Regions from separate parts of the Xenopus tropicalis genome. Here region 1 is linked to region 2. A link is a contact called in public Hi-C data. All regions are on one chromosome and are shown on one strand. Each heading gives the region's core, a stretch centred on a gene start, on an enhancer-like site or on the middle of the called end of the contact. The rest is flanking DNA. Distances are from core to core; before and after follow the strand shown. Region 1 holds the start of ccdc85c (coiled-coil domain containing 85C). Region 2 overlaps ccdc85c (coiled-coil domain containing 85C).

What was found. A called contact is a pair of places that touch in the nucleus more often than the background predicts.
Region 1: a Hi-C map of neurula embryo shows a contact between it and region 2, with 2.0 times the contacts expected there. The contact joins the promoter of ccdc85c here to the enhancer-like site in region 2. A contact is called at or near these places in 5 of 5 Hi-C or Micro-C datasets (brain, gastrula embryo, liver and 2 more).

What each region holds. Positions count from the first base shown.
Region 1 is chr8:90,719,667-90,724,708 of UCB_Xtro_10.0, reverse strand. ccdc85c (coiled-coil domain containing 85C) reads left to right here and starts at 1,313. Exons shown (of 6, transcript NM_001078977.1): 1 at 1,313-2,358. The coding sequence starts at 1,650.
Region 2 is chr8:90,656,611-90,661,305 of UCB_Xtro_10.0, reverse strand. It overlaps ccdc85c (coiled-coil domain containing 85C), which reads left to right. Exons shown (of 6, transcript NM_001078977.1): 2 at 1,531-1,607. Among named protein-coding and RNA genes, the nearest start is that of ccnk, 44 kb to the right of the region's middle. Within about 2 kb of position 2,190, at least 1 of the 11 cell types and tissues checked has an H3K27ac peak or open chromatin away from gene starts, as enhancers often do. A contact at or near this core is called in neurula embryo, where this site is marked.

The DNA of each region.
Region 1 (5,042 bases), core at 64-2,563, 64 kb before region 2:
AAAATATACTATTAAATGTCATGATTCAAATAATTCTAACATTTCCTGAAGATATATATGGTTTTTCATCAGAAGCAAACTATTTGAAGTAATATTAAATCCTCTAAAATAAATTGTAATACCAGAGATATATTAACCTCTGCAGCAATGCGCAAACGAATCAATACAGCAATTCATAGGAGCAATGCACAACTAAGCAATGCAGCAATGCACAACTAAACATTGTGGCAATGCACAACTAAACACTGCAATGATGAACAGAAACAGCACACAACTAAATACTGCAGCAATGCACTTACTAAGCACTGTAGTAAAAAACAACTAAGCAATGCAGCAATGTACAACATAACACTGCAGCAATGCACAACTAAACAATGCAGCAATAAACAACTAAACTATTCAGCAATACACAACTATGCACTGTAGTAATGTACTACTATGCACAACTATGCAGTGTAGTAATGCATGAATAAACAATGCAGTAAAGCCCAACTACAAACTGCAGCAATGCATGGGACAATTCAGAACAAAACACTGCAGCAATACAACTTAGCGCTGTACTAACGCACAACTAAACAAATGCAGCCAAGTACAATTACACACTGCAGTAATACACAGGGACAATGCAGAACAAAGCACTGCAGCAATGCACAACTATGCATTGTATTAATGCTCAACTAAACTGCAGAAATGCACACCTACACACTGCAGCAATGCACAGGAACAGTGCACAGCTAAACACTACATCAATGCACAAGTGCAGCAGTGCACAACTGAAAAATGCAGACATGCACAATTAAACAATGCAGCAAACAAGAGCAATGCATAATTTAACACTGCTGCAAGGTATATTGCAGCAATGCAACAACAGTGCTGTACTCTGTGACTGTGTGTACAGGGAAAACACCCAATATACTACTATAAGTAGGCAGCGCTGAAACGTTTTTTTCCTGCTAATCCCTATATTAACAGCCTAATGAAGCTGCTTCATATATCTACTTATAGGAAAGTTAAGGCTGGCAGTGGCTCATAACTAAAGTGAGCGATAAGAAGGTTGGCCAGTGATTTCCAGCAGTCAGTGCTGCAGCGCTGTTTCCCAGGCTCCTTCCCTTCCTTACAGCCGATTTGTTATTTTTTAACCAGAGCTGAACGTTGACCTAGTTAGCTCGCTGTGAATAGCGCTCAGTCTTCGGGACACGCCTGCGCTCTGTATGTGCCAATAAAGCTCGTTTAAAAGAAAGGTAAAAAAAAACCCTCCAGCAGCACAGACAGAGGGAAGGGGGAGTCGGAGGGCTTAGTTGTGAGGAGGCAGCAAAGCCGTGCCATTGCGCTCACACTGAGGAGTTGGAGGATTAGCTGCCGGCTGGACATCGCCACTGAGCAACCGAGGAAACCTTTTCTGCGTGTGGCTACAGGCACCCACTTACACATGAGCCCGCTGGCAGTCCCTCTACTCACACTCCCCGGCGTTGTTGCTTCAGATACTGAACAAGTTCCCAGGACTCTGGGATATGCCAGCAATGAATGAGCCTTTGCAGCCAGGACTCTGCTTGATTGAAAAGCCATTCTAGCTAGAGACATGGCTGGTTAGTTACACGCTAGAGGATATTCTTATTTCTGCTTTATTTCGGCGTGTTATCTCCGTTGCCATGGCCAAACATTGCCAGGGAGCAGCGGCAGAAGATATCGGCACCATCTCGGACGAGGAGCTGCTGCGCTGGAGCAAAGAGGAGCTGGCCAAGAGGCTGAGGAAAGTGGAGAATGAGAAGATGAGCCTGATGGTGGAGCATGGCAATATGATGAAAGATGTGAACAGGAGGCTTCAGGTCCATCTCCATGAGATCAGGGGGCTAAAGGAAGTCAACCAGAAACTTCAGGATGACAACCAGGAGCTACGGGAACTCTGCTGTTTCTTGGATGATGACAGACAGAAGGGCAAGAAACTGTCCAGGGAATGGCAGAGGTTTGGTAGGCACTCAGCCACTATGATGTGGAAGGAGGTTGGGGTTTACCAGCAGAAGCTGAAGGAGCTGGAGGCAAAGCAGGAGTCCTTAATAAGGGACAACCTGGAGTTGAAGGAGATCATCCTCATGTTAGATGAGGAGAGGAATGGTGCTGGGTCCAGAAGCTCCATCGATAGCCAAAACAGCTTGACCAATTTGAATGGAAGTTCTGGCCCTAGAGATGTGGGGGACGGCAGCAGCACTTCCAGCACTGGCAGCGCGGGTAGCCCTGACCATCACCACCATCATCACCACCACACAAAACCAACTGAGAACAAAGCTGGGACAGTTAGGAAATCAACTGATGACCTGTCCATCCCCCCTCACCACAGAAGTATTCCCAATGGCTTGAATGGTAAGACCCATCTCCTTGAGTACTCTGCACATAACATCTTTTGTCATTACAGTTACCCTGGTAATGTATGAGTTTATTTGGGTGCGTGTAAAGTTCTCTGTAAAACCCAGCGTTTTAATCAAAGATTTATAGAACAATGAGGTTTTTTATGTTTGGGCACCAAAAATGTTTTAACTAAATTCTGCCCGAAGGCTGATAATTTAACTGTAAAGTTATCCCCATTTGGTTTATTATTAGATGGGCATTGGTATGAAACATAACCAGTGAAGCAAGACTTATATTTCAGAAATACCACACTTTTCTCTGGTACTGTGAAATATATAAGAAAGAATATTATGAAGAAACAGTACAACCCGAAACAGTAGTCTGAAGACCAAGCTTTTGACAGCTTGCGGTTTAGTGACTCTGTGTATACCACATCTGATAATATTTGTAATGCTGATGGTCTGGAAGGGTTTTGTGTTATACACAAATGCCAAGGTCAAAAAATATTATCTGTTTATTAAAAACAATGTTATTTTCTTTAGCGCTGTACAAGTGTTGGTTACTTACAGATGACAACTGTTTGAGAAACATAGTGGTAAAATTATGGAGTGTAAATAAGCATTTCTGCCTAGCACTTTCACTGCAGCAATTAGTTCTTAGAGAGGGAACCAGCAAAATAAATGAAAATATCTACCAAAAATGGATTAAAATGTCCCCAGTGTCTATAATATGATCACGTTGTTCATGTGCAGTTGTCATGGGGCCAGCTGTCATACATTATTACATTAATTTATTGTAACTTTCTCACTGTGAATTTTTTAATAAATTTGTCTTATTGTAAAACTGAAATTTTTGTCAATACAGACCTTCTTAAATGTCTTCCATTAACCCATGTTCATGGAAATATAAAAGTGCATCAGCTAATTCATTATTTACTATTAACTGTTTGGTTTTGGCCACTTTTTATTATTATTTTCAATGTTTTCTAATACATGGCAGATCTTTTTCCACTTAATTGTGGATCTCTATAACTCCCTAAAGAGTGGTAGGCTAGTAATGGTGCCAGGGAATGAGGTGTGGTCCCAGCAAACTGTCAGGAGGCAAATAGGGCCCTAGCCCAAACGGTTGGTAATTCCTGTGATAGGTAATTATTCCTGTAAATGGGAGGAATCCTATTATTTTGAACATCTGCAATTTTAGTATATATGTGTAAATTGTGTACCTATCACCCACTCATTTACACTCGTTATGTTAAATGTAAATTTGGTGCATGTGGATACCCTGTGACTTGTGCAACCACAAGCTCTATAGGAAGGCTTTCAGCATGCTTGACTAATTGTGTATTGTGCTGTATAATGTTCACAGCAATCGTGACATTATACTGTGTGTTTCCTGGCTGAAGCTGATTTTGTTATCTGTAAATTATAAGCAATTCAGCCACATTGTAGAAAAAATAATTTTATATATAAAAACAAAAAAGCAAAACACTCATGGCTCAAAAAATATATAAGTTCAAAATATTTATTGTTCAGTCGTAGTGCCATTGACATTGGCGCGTTTCCATCATCGGGATGTCCCCAGCCCCAAGTCAATATATATACATTGACTGTTCTGTGTATCGTTTCAGTTAAAGGGGTTGTTCACCTTTGAATTAACTTCTAGATATTCTGAGACAATTTGAAATTGGTCTTCATTTTTGATTGCTAGGGTTCAAGTTTCCTTAGCAACCTTGGAGTGGTTTGGATGAAAGGCTGGAAACAGAGAGGGCCTGAATAGAAAACAAAGCTACAAAAAGTAACAATAACAATATCATTTAGCTTCACAAGGCAACATTTTTTTTTCACTGCTGAGGTCAGTGACCCCCCATTTAAAAGTTGCAAAGAGTTGGAAGAAGAAGGCAAATAATTCAAAAACTATAACAAATAAATAATAAAGACCAATTGAAAAGTTGCCTAACATACTAATTGTAAATTTAAAGGTGAACCAAAATTGTTTGCATTTAAACTTTGTTCATAAAGAAACGTAATTGAGCTTATGCACATCCCACTTTATTACCAGTTTTCTGAGAAAGGTGCCAGGGTTCACAGCTACAACACCTGCATTTAGGAAGCTTGCACGTACACATGCTAATGGTGTTTTCAGCACTGTGAAACTTGCACATGATTTACCAGGTTGAATGCAAATTAGTGTATACACTGGTAAACAGTGCGCAAGTTTCAATGCATGCTATTTAGGGGGAGTTGCATTGTGGATAAAAAAAAGCATGGTGATGATCTGCATGTGTGTTAGCCCATTGCACTTTAGTTTATTAATGAGCTGTCTGGTCTTTTATGTAACTGTCTGATGTTTCATTTACTAGTGATAAGTTTTTTTAGTGGCACTTGAGGCTAACTACTGGCTTGTTTGATTGTAGCTACATGATTCCAGGAGGCGTAGAATAATAATATGCTTATTATGATGACAAATAAGATGTCTTTAGAAAGCAATGTACTGTAACTGACAGGAAAAATAAGATGTGACAATTTGACCCAAATAATTCCTTTTGTTTACACGTAGCTCCGGAACCCACAGGCTGTTGGTTTTTATTTAGATGTATGGTATGTTTATGTGCTTCACTGTGAGGGAAAAAAAGACCAGTCCAAATTTCTTCTCTGTTAATCGCTGGCTTAATGAGAATGACTTACAATCATACATATTAA
Region 2 (4,695 bases), core at 941-3,440:
TAGTGACGGTGCGGATGCGTGAATGCATACGAGCGCTGCGTCCTGGGGAGGAGTCAATGGTAGATCGCCGATGGACAAAGTCTGGCCACCCCTGACTTACAGTATGCTGTGGTAGAACTACACCTAGCCTTTGTATCTAAGTAGATGCCATCCTTATAGACAGTTGTTATGCCTCAGTCGGTTCTCAGCCTGGCACCTAAAGGGTGTGAAGCCTAGGTTGTCAGCTCTTAAACACATCACCAACCCTCTACTGTTGCTTTATTTTTAAAATGCCTTATTAATGTAGAACTTAATGTATAATAATGCAGCTCTGTTACAAAAAAATTCTGTTTACCTTAAATTACACTGATGTCTTTAGTCATGTTATCGGACTCTGCGTTCCTTGAATGAATAAACAGCAGACCAGTGGTATGTTATGGCTTTCCTCATAGAGCTCTATTGTCTGTCACAGGATCTCTGTATGTTATTTTAGTTTAGCAAAAAAAAAAAAAAATTAAAGCCTTTACAGATTTGTTGATGGAAACTGTAAAATTCAAATAAATCAGTAAAACCGTTAAGCTCACAAATTGATTAAAACTGATGTACGTGTGTATATAAATATAAAAACACATATAAGGTCTGAAAATATAAGGACTGAAATGTTGATCATTGATTTAAGGATTCATTTTCCCATGAGTGCTGTGTTTTACTTGGGTGTGTGTGTGTGTCTGTGTATACAAGTGTATATACTGTATATAATTTATACACACACATACACACAACTGTTATGATGGCATTCCAGGAGCTGCCCTGAGCAGTGCTGTGGTATGTTTTGCACAGATTGTATATTACCTGCACATGGATGTGTTGTTTTTGTTCTCTAGGTTGGTGTATGAATACACACACACACAGATATTTGTGTATAGCACCTGTAAATTACAAAAATATTACATTATACAGGTATGGAACTTGTTATCCAGAATGCTTGGGATCTGGGGTTTTCCGGATAATAAAAAATAATTAAAACATTCATTAAGGCAAATAGGATTGTTTTTGCCTCCAGTAACAATTATTTATGTCTTAGCTGGGATCAAGTACAAAGTTCTGTTTTAAAAGCAAATCATTTTTAAAGATTAGTATCATTTGATTAAAATGGAGTCTATTGGAGATGGCCTTCCCTTAATTCGGAGCTTTCTGGATAATGGATCCCATACCTGTAATGCTGTATTGCACTACAAAGTTGATAAGTTGGTAGCAGTCTGTCTGAGCACCCATCACTTCCAAGGGGATAGGAATTTGAATGTGGCCAGTTTTGCTTCTATGTATATTTCTGTGTATTTGCAAGTTCTTTCAAACACAGTGCCAATGGCCAATATTTTAGATCTGTAAATCATTTCATACACCGGATTACAGGAATTCTAAAGTTAACATAAAAGCTTATATTTATCACACTCATATTATCCTATAATTACCAGTGCCATTTCATATATAGGCTTATATAAGAAGGTTCTGATCTCTGCTCATGTTGTTTTATTTTTATGTTTAATTAAGATTCCTCTACGACTTACATTCGGCAGCTAGAGACCAGAGTCAAACTCCTTGAGGATGACAACAAGCTTTTGTCCCAGGTAACATTTTCTGCATTTATTTATTTTTGTTTCTTTTTAACTGAAATGCTGAGAATCAAGGTGTTACTTTATATATCATTGTTTCCTTGCATTTCCAAGGCTCATGTTACTTAACCCTAACCTGAACTGAATTGGTTGTATTGGTTTTCTTGGAGTAATTATGTTTGATAACAGCTTATGTATCATTTTAAATAACTAGGGGCTATTAATCACAGAGAACTGAAGGACATATATGTTTCTTTGCATCGCATAACAAACATTTACCTTCCCTTTTAATGTTTGTGTGTGTATGTTTGGTGCAGCTTGGTCAGATAAGATAAGCGGAAAGTCCATTGGTCCTTGTAGTCAAGAAAGTCCTGCTGAATTCAATGAGAATCGGATGGGCTGTTCCTGAGACTGGCCTCTGTATTGAAGTTTGGCTTAGAAATGAATTTGTCTTTTCACATCTGACTAGAAGGATTCAATGAAGTTGGCCACCGCAAGATCTGATCATTTTAAAAACAAATACTCCCTAGACCAAACATTCACTATTTAACCAGTTGACCATACAGGAAGAAGATTACAGATAAGCTCAGCTCATTGTGTCATGAGATCAGCCTTCTGACCTCCTAAGTACAAAAGACAACAGTTAATTGCAGGGTAAGGTTAAGGCTGATGCCAAACAGGGCTGATTCTTAAACTGCGTAAAGACGCAGCCCAAGAATCAGTCCCTCTGCTGATATCAGCCTCCTACCTTGTCTGCACCCAGAAGCATTGTGTCCACCTGGGTGCAGGCAGGCGTGACAAATATCAGCATTTTGGACTGATATTCACCACCTAGTTGAATGCAATGCTTCCGGGCGCAGGCAAGGTAGGAGGCTAATTCCAGAGAAGGCACTGATTCTCACCAAGTGTTTTCCTGCAGGCCCATCAGCCTAAATTCCAGCAACCATTTTTATTCTCTATATACTGATATATGAGTTATAAATCAGCTAAAGCAAACTGGCAGGGGTGGTGAAACTACTGGGAGTGCAATTGCACCCTGGCTCATACCACAATGGGACCCTCTGGACGCTCTTGCAAATCTGCGGCGAAAACTTTGACAGTAAGGGGGGTGGGGGTGGGTGAGGGATCCAGCTGCTCAGCCTGTGTTTGGTCCTGGGCACTAATAGTTGTATTATTAGACACTGGACATCTCTAATTTATGTATATTTTCTCTCACCCCCTTGGCCATTTCTTCTCTAACTCTAACCCTGATTAGCCACATTAATTTTATGCAACTTGTTCTGTGCTTATTGTCCAGATAAGAGCATTCCATCTGGGGGCCTGTGGGATAAATAGGTCCCTTCAGGGGAATTTTGTACCCCCAGCATGCTTAAGATCTTCATAATCCTCTTTGTATGACATCTTTGTTTTACAATGATCTGTATGTGAACCTCCAATTAGCCAGTGGCTAATTAGCCTATGACATGGAAAATTTGGGAAAGGGCTAATCCTCATGTTAGTACATGGACATATACAAACGTGTTAAAGCCAAATTTAGCAAATGTTTCTTGCCTGACAGACCAGGTGACCAGCCATTCTTATTTTTTGTTGAGCATAAAGGTCTTCACAATCGCATGAAAACTCAGATTAGATGTTCAGATCAATTAGTGTGTGGATACTTTCCTGCATTACATGCAAAAGTAATTTAAACACAAGGGGGGGACCTTCAGCACACTGAATGCAAAGATTTAGGTGGTGGTGCTGGTGTTCCCTGGATACCTGGCATGGTAACACTGTAGTCAAAACAATTGTGAAATAGGAACCACACACACAGCTTAACGTGATCAAAAAGGTGTTACCCACATTTTATTTGGCCACAAAGACTGTAACAAAATCAATAAAGTTTTGAGCTGTGAAGCCACCATTCATCATTTGACGAAGGTTGGCTTGACTGCCTGAAAGTTATCAGCTTTGTTGCACTTTATGTGGGTAACACCTTTTTGTTCGCGATGATGCATGTGCATGAATCAGATAAGTAGCAGGGGTCGCAGGCTGCAACAGAGCTCAACCCATACTACCTGTCATAGGTCAGACTGCACACCCTGATGCTGCAGTTTGCACCTTGTACTGTTTATTTTTATATGGCACAAAGGTACAGCAAAACTGGAGAGGAATTGCTTGCTAAATGAACACTAAAGGTGGCCATACACGGGCAGATGTCAGCTGCCAATTCAGCACCCCCAATGGGCCTACCCGACTGGCATCTGGCCTAAAATTGGGCAAGTTGCTTTTTCATCTGGTTTGGGGCTGCATTGGCTTGTTAAAGGAGAAGGAAAGTCTAAATCCTTTGGTGCCCCCCCCCCCCCCCCAGTGATTGTAATCTCTTACCTGAAACCCCTGGCCGGTAACAGGAGAAAAATGCAGGAATATGATCCTCTTCCTTCCTTCTCCTTTTGAGGAGGTCCCGGGGTCTGTGCATGCGCAGTTGAGCGAAAATCCAGCTTTTTTGTTAAAGTTTGGCTTTTTTACTCCACTGCTCATGTGCGAACACTGAAGAAGGAAGAGTGTCGCTTTGTTGCACACAGCACAACCAGTACAGTTTTCCCCTAACAGGTGCAAAGGGCGGAGTTTCAGCTAAGCGATTAAAATCACTGGAGGGTGCCTGATATTTTGGTACCCCCCATTGATCGTAACTTTCCTTCTCCTTTAATGCGGTCCTTGTTCCGATGGCACCTATGCCCCCCATTTTAATCATTTGGTCCTGGGGTCATTTGATGATCCCCTCTTTTTGCGACCTCGGCAAAAAAAAAATCTTCACCTAAACGCACCAAAATTAATGTCTAAATGCCAGGCAAGCACTATGAGCATAACTCAGTGGCTCATAGCTATTTTTCCTGCATTATTCATTTTTTTTACTTTGTATTGTGCCATGCATCATAGCAAATTGCGAATTCCCCAATACATGTGCTTATAGAATAATATAACCTGGCAGAAACAGTGGGCCCTTTTATGATAGTTTGGAAAATGCCTTCTTTAAAATAGAAAGCAAGTTTGTTGAGCAGCCGAGAGGCGCAGGTTGCAGATTGCTGATCTATTTATACCCCCTGTTGCTAACAGCGGAGAA